Regions from separate parts of the Triticum aestivum genome. Here region 2 is linked to region 1. The links are chromatin contacts, called in public Hi-C maps. All regions are on one chromosome and are shown on one strand. The core of a region is the stretch at or near the end of the contact, and the rest is flanking DNA. Distances in the headings are between cores, read along the strand shown.

Region 1 (3,481 bases), core at 44-2,543:
GGATAATCATGCAACAGTAATCTCACGTTAATGATGACACGTCACCTCTGTCACTGTAGTTAATCTCGGGTTAATTCAAAACCATTTCAAATTTAAATCCTAAATAAGTCAAACGACAAAAGTTTTCAAATATTAAAATAAAAATGTTCGGGCTATGTCAATTATTGCATCGGAAATTAGGGTGAAGTAAACACGTTTTTATAAAATGCCTAAATACTTTTAAATGAATTAAAACAGAAAACAAATAATAAAAGAAAATACAAAAGAGAAAACAAAAAAAAGGGCAAAGCCCCCCCTCCCCCTGGGCCGTTCGGCCCAGCTGGCCACTAGGCCAACCAGGCCGGCCCATCTAGCTAGCGTCCCCTTCCTCCTGTTCACAGGGAGGATCGTGGCAAAGATCCCCCGGCTGTGGCCGAGGCTTGTCGCCGTGGCAACCATCCTCCCTCCCCCACGGCGCCTACTTAGACGCCCCCGAGCGCCCTCTTCGAACCCTAGCGCGTCCGTTCCCCTCCCCCACTCCCCTGGTCCTCTCCCCTCTGCCTTGTCCGAAGCCGAGCGTCGCCATGACTGCAACCAGTGAAGCACGCGGCCACCGGTGTCTCCGGCGTGCGGGAGCACGTCCAGGAGGTCCGCCGTGGCCGGATCCGTCTGTTTCGGGGACCAGCTCAAGCCGGACCGCCTCGTACGCTCACCATCGTCGTCTTCTTCGTCCCGTACATCGTCGTCCGTCGTCGATTACCGCCGTTCCGGTCAACCCCGACTCTCCCCAACCTCGCCACCGAGCTAGCTGTGAGCTCCTCCCCCAAATCCCCCTTCTTCCCGCCTCGATTCATTGCCGTAGCCACCATCCCCGAACTCCTTTGAGCTTCCGCGTACACGTACGCGTACGTGCGTGCTGGAGCCGCACACTGCTACGGTCTGCTCATTGCTGCTCCCTGGCCGCGCCCTGGGCCTTTCCCTGCGCCCGTCTGCGCGTGCGGCCGCCGCGCCCCGGCCGCGTGCGCACGCCGCCCGCGGTCCTGTCGCTGCTGCTGCTCACTACTCCTGCTGCTCTCTGTCTGCTAATCGCTGCTGTTGCTCATGCTATTGCCGCTGATTCTAGCTGTTGCTTTCTGCTGCCGCTGTTGTGGCCACCCGTGCTCTAGTTAGTAGCTAGTTTAGGAATAGTTAGTGCTTAGGTTATTAGATTGTCTAATTAGGTGTAGTCTATGACGTGCGGTCTACCTGAATTAGATTAAAGAAATATCATGTAGGAAATTATTAAAACACAAACATGTGGACCCTACATACACTGTTCATCTGTTGACTAGTCAATCTTGACTGGGTCAACTGGACCACTAGGACCCATCTATCATACACTCTGTCTAGACTTGAGCTAGGTGACAAAATTATTCTGTTTTTTTTTATTTATTTTTTATTTTCGAATTAAATAAATACATCAATTCTAGAAATTCTTTTAAACGTTAGAAAATCATATAAAATAAACCGTAACTCGGATGGAAAAACTTTGTACATGAAAGTTGCTCAGAACAACAAGACGAATCCGAATACGCAGCCCGTTCGTCTGCCACGCATCCCTAACATAGCAAACCTGCAACATTTCACCTCCGGTTCATCTGTCCGAAATCGCGAAACACCGGGGATACATTCCCGGATGTTTTCCCCCTTCGCCGGTAACACCTCCTACTGCGTTAGGTCACCTCTACCACCGCATATTGCCATGTTAACACCGCGTATTGCCATGTTACGCTTTGTGATGCTTTGATTGCTCTGTTGTTTATTGTGTTCCCCCTCCGTTACTTCTTTCCGGTAGACCCCGATGGCTGCCGGTGACCCCCAGTTCGACTACGGAGTTGACGACCCCTCTCTCTTGCCAGAGCAACCAGGCAAGCCCCCCCTTGATCACCAGATATCGCCTATTCTACTCTATACTGCTTGCATTAGAGTAGTGTAGCATGTTACTGCTTTCCGTTATTCCTATCTTGATGCATAGCCTGTCCTTGCTACTACTGTTGTTACATTTACCTGCTATCCTACTGCTTAGTATAGGATGCTAGTGTTCCATCAGTGGTCCTACACTCTTGTCCGTCTGCCATGCTATCTACTGGGTCGTGATCACTTCGGGAGGTGATCACGGGCATATATTATATACTTTACACTGTTACATTACCTGTGATACTGTTCGGAGATGGGGGCAGAAGGGGCAGGTGGTTCTACCCAGGTAGTGGTGGGCCTGGGTTCCCGACGGCCCCCGACTGTTACTTTGTGGCGGAGCGACAGGGCAGGTTGGGGCCACCTAGGAGAGAGGTGGCCTGGCCCTGTTCGGCGTTCGCGGATACTTAACACGCTTAACGAGATCTGGGTATTTGATCTGAGTCTGGCCATTTGGTCTATACGCACTAACCATCTACGCGGGAGTAGTTATGGGTATCCCGGCGTCGTGGTATCAGCCGAAGCCTTCGTGACGTCAGCGACTGAGTGGCGCGCGCCGCATTGGATCGTAAGCTCGCGCTTGTATTAAGGGGGCTAGATCTGCTTCCGGCCGCGTACGCAACGTGCAGGTGTGCTAAGCGCGATGGGCCCAGACCCCTGTGCGCATGGTTTAGACCGGCGTGCTGACCTCTCTGTTGTGCCTAGGTGGGGCTGCGACGTGTTGATCTTCCGCGGCCGGGCATGACCCAGAAAAGTGTGTCCGGCCAAATGGGATCAAGCGTGTTGGGTTATGTGGTGCACCCCTGCAGGGAAGTTAATCTATTCGAATAGCCGTGTCCCTCGGTAAAAGGATGACCCGGAGTTGTACCTTGACCTTATGATAACTTGAACCGGATACTTAATAAAACACACCCTTCCAAGTGCCAGATATAACCCGGTGATCGCTCTCTAATAGGGCAACGAGGAGGGAATTACCGGGTAGGATTATGCTATACGATGTTACTTGGAGGACTTCAGTCTACTCTCTTCTACCTGCTGCAAGACGGAGGCGACCAGAAGTGTAGTCTTTGATAAGACTAGCTATCCCCCTCTTATTCTGGCATTCTGCAGTTCAGTCCACTGATATGGCCCTTTACACATATATCCATGCATATGTAGTGTAGCTCCTTGCTTGCGAGTACTTTGGATGAGTACTCACGGTTGCCTTGTTCCCCCTTTTCCCCCTTTCTTTACCCGGTTGCTGCGACTAGACGATAGAGCCCAGGAGCCAGACGCCACCGTCGATGACGACTACTACACTGGAGGCGCCTACTACTACGTGCAGCCCGCGGACGACGACCAGGAGTAGTTAGGAGGATCCCAGGCAGGAGGCTTGCGCCTCTTTCGTTATGTATCCCAGTTTGTGCTAGCCTTCTTAAGGCAAACTTGTTTAACTTATGTCTGTACTCAGATATTGTTGCTTCCGCTGACTCGTCTACGATTGAGCACTTGTATTCGAGTCCTCGAGGCCCCTGGCTTGTATTATGATGCTTGTATGACTTATTTATGT
Region 2 (3,495 bases), core at 771-3,270, 250 kb after region 1:
CCCGGGGCGGCGGGGAGAGGCATATATCCATCCCATTTTCCCTGGCCCCTATCGCGAATTAAAAGGGGCGGGTACGGCTCGGTCCCCCTTTGCTTGAGCGGACGCCCGCGCCGCCGTCGCTGGCTTTCCCACTCGGGACGGGAGGGGAGGCTTTCTTCTTGCCGCGCGATCCATTCATTAATCAAGCAAGTGGAGGCGTACGCACGAGATGGCGTGGGCTGACGCCCGCACCTCCAACGCCAAGTCGGCCCGCCCGTTTCGTGGCCGAGAGGCCGAGACGATCCGGCCGTGTCGACCTGTGATGGAAGATGGAATTGTTTGGCATGGAATAAACCGCACGCTTCGTCCAAAGCCTTAGCTTCTCAGCACAAGGAAACAGTCATTTCGTGGTTTTTCTTTCCTTGCCGTGCTACCACAGGCAAAGCAAATGCCCATTCTTCTCTACTGCGTAGTCACTTACTATCTACTACTGTGGTACTGTAGTTGTGTAAGTTTTAGGAAGATTTTTGTTGTGAGTTGGAGTGTAAAGAGGGAGACGCACTGTGTTCTCCACGCACGGCTAGAAATTCAGTACTGGTCCAGAACAGAGTAGGAACGCAAGAGAGATTGTCAGAACGGCACAGCAAGATTTGTGGAAAACGAAACTTTTCTATTGCAAGAACTCGATTATTACAGGGTACATGTGATGATGAAAGTACATCTCTATCTGAGCTCGAACACACTTGGTTCTGGCGGTCCACCGAAGGATCAGCGGCCAGGATGGTATCGTCACCGAAAGGCTCATCCTCTGCGTCCACTTCATGTTCATCACTTGAAAGGGTGCCGACGACAGCTACGTCTTCAGCTGGCACCGCCGGGGACCCGAGCACTTTGCTTGGCGCCCTGCTGGACACATCAGCTGGCCCCTTGGTTGCTGCTGGTGAATCGCAAGCTTCGCACTGCTCGCCGAGCACGTCGATCCAGCCTTCGTCGGAGTCCCAGTCCGGCAAGACGGAGCACGACAATGACTTGATCCTCTCGGACGGGCTCTCCGAAACCTCCTCCTCCTCCTCCTCTTCCTCGTCGGTCTCCGATTCCCAGAATGCTGCGTCGAGCGTGCTCTTGGGAGACACCCACCTGGCCTTGGCCTCTCCTGCCTGCAATGCCACGAACGGGTGCTCCAGGAGCTGCGCCGCCGTGCACCGGTCGCGGGCGTTCCTCGCGAAGCACATGGCGAGGAAACTCTTCGCCTCCGCTGACAGCCACGTCGGCACCTCCGGCACGGCGTCCGTGTACCCAATCCGGTGGACGGCGGCAAGGACGTTGTCCATCTCGCCCCACGGGGCGCGCCCGGTGGCCATCTCGACGACCGTGCAGCCGAGAGCCCACACGTCGGCGGCCGGCCCCTGCTCTTCGCCTCGTGCCACCTCCGGGGCCATGAACGCCGGCGTGCCTCCGATCGGCCCGGCCGAACCGAGGGCCCTCGCGCACCCGAAGTCGGCGATCATGGCGCGCCCGTCGGCGCCGATCACTACGTTCCTCGACTTGACGTCGCCGTGCACGAGCGACTTGCCGTGGATGTAGGCGAGCCCGCGCAGGACGTCCGCCGCGTACGCCCGGATGGCGCGCTCCTCCAGGCGGCCCCCATTCCTCGCGGCCTCGTCGGCGAGCGAGCCGCCGGGGGCGAACTCGAGGAAGAGGTGGTAGGAGCCGTCGCGGTCGCCGCCGCCGCCGATGCAGCCCACGACGTGCGGCGAGGAGAGCCCGGAGAGGATCCCCTGCTCCCGGCTCAGCTGCGCCGCGTCCGCCGCGCGCACGGACTTGACCGCGAACAGCTCCCCCGACGCGGCGTCGGCCGCCAGGGTGACCACGGCCCCCGACGCGCCGCAGCCGAGCGTCCGCAGGCGAGTCCATTGCCCGCTCACGGCGATCGCCATTCTTGCTTGTCTGCGTGTGTGGTTGCTCTGGGATGGGATGCGCCGGTGATCTTGTTGTTGTTGTTTTTGTTTGGTGTGCGTTGGGTTTGGGTGGCCTGTGGTTGCGCGCGTTTATATATCCATGGAAGCAATGGGGTTAGGAGGGGAAGGGGAAGGCGAAGACGACTTGGAGCTAATTGGGTGGGGATTAGATTAGGGGGCCGATCGGGGCGGGGAAGGTGTTTGGTGTGTGTCAATGCTCAACTTGGCGAGGCAGAAAGCGTGGCTTGTGCGTTCTACCCACGCGCGGCAATTGGACGCTGTTTCTTTTCCATCATTTTTCCGTGCGTTTGTGTGGGTGGGAACGCGCGGCGGCTCATGCGGTCAATCAACCGACGGGCGCCCGCGCCTGACGCTCGCTCGCTCGCTGCACATGCCGCCGTCAAACGCATCCATCTCCTCTCCTCTCCTCTCCGCCAGTCGCCACCAACGGCACTTGGCCCATGCATCCCACTGTCATTGTTATTTCTGCCCACTCAGCGAATCAATCTCCTCGCAGTATTGTTTTTGTGGCGGTGCAGCAATACAATATGCTCACCTTTTTGGGACTTTTTCTATGCGACCATCATTTTGGGCAATGGAGCCAAAACACCTTTTTGGGACTCCCCATAGCTTCTTGGGCGGAAACCGAAGAACATTGCTCCTTTAATATACGGTGCCTCCACGCATAAGAATTGAAAAGTGCGTGAAGCCTGCTTGGATTCTTAAGATCAACCATAACATCGTCGCTTCCATTGCCCACATCCGTCAGTTCTTCACGTTATGGATGTTGGTGCATGATCTACACCTGGACACACAAGCTGACGATGACATTATCTAGAAACATGCCAATAACGGGATCTACTCGGCGGCCACTGCATACAAGGCACAGTTCCTCGGCTTGACGCTATCGCCTATGGACTTCATGATCTGGAAGGCGTGGGCCCCTCCCAAGATCAAATTCTTTGCTTGGTTGGCTATCCAAGACCGGATTTGGACTGCCGACAGATTAGAGCGGCGCGGATGGGAAAACTGTGGACTTTGCCCACTCTGCAGGACTGAAGGCGAGACAGGCGCGCACCTCTTCTTCAAATGTCGCTACACTATTAGGCTATGGAACTCGGTCATCCTTGAATTCGGTCTTGCTCACATGGACACCTCTTCTTGGCACTTGGATGGATCCGTTTTGGAATGGTGGGACAAGCGAACCAGCTTGCAAAACCCAGATCGACGAGCCTTGGCCTCCCTTACAATGTTGGTTTCTTGGACAATCTGGAACGAGCGTAACGCTCGGGTCTTCCGTCGCAAGAGTGCACCACCACCGGTCCTCCTCCGAACTATCATCGATGACGCCAAGCTTTGGGTTTTTGCGGGTGCTAAAAAACTGGGGTTCATTATTGTACGCGAGTAGTTGCCATGCCGTGTGTGTGGTCACTTGTAACACCCTAAAACTCTTCTCTCTTATTTAATGAATGAGGCAAATCTTTTGCCTCCGTTTCGAAAAAAAAAATGCTCACCTTTGTGTGAGGCCAAAAAAAATACAGTATGCACTCCGCGTTCC

Evidence for each region. A called contact is a pair of places that touch in the nucleus more often than the background predicts.
Region 2: a contact with region 1 is called in a Hi-C map of leaf, with 3 times the contacts expected there. The contact joins the promoter of LOC123067550 here to the enhancer-like site in region 1. A contact is called at or near these places in 2 of 5 Hi-C or Micro-C datasets (both in leaf) and 1 of 1 datasets of contacts at active chromatin or transcription factors (leaf).

The regions. Positions count from the first base shown.
Region 1 is chr3B:477,472,253-477,475,733 of IWGSC CS RefSeq v2.1, forward strand. No RefSeq gene overlaps it. Among protein-coding and RNA genes, the nearest start is that of LOC123067549, 33 kb to the left of the region's middle. Within about 2 kb of position 1,294, at least 6 of the 8 cell types and tissues checked have an H3K27ac peak or open chromatin away from gene starts, as enhancers often do. A contact at or near this core is called in leaf, where this site is marked.
Region 2 is chr3B:477,725,589-477,729,083 of IWGSC CS RefSeq v2.1, forward strand. LOC123067550 (mitogen-activated protein kinase kinase kinase 17) reads right to left here and starts at 2,021. Exons shown (of 2, transcript XM_044490297.1): 1 at 558-2,021. The coding sequence starts at 1,916.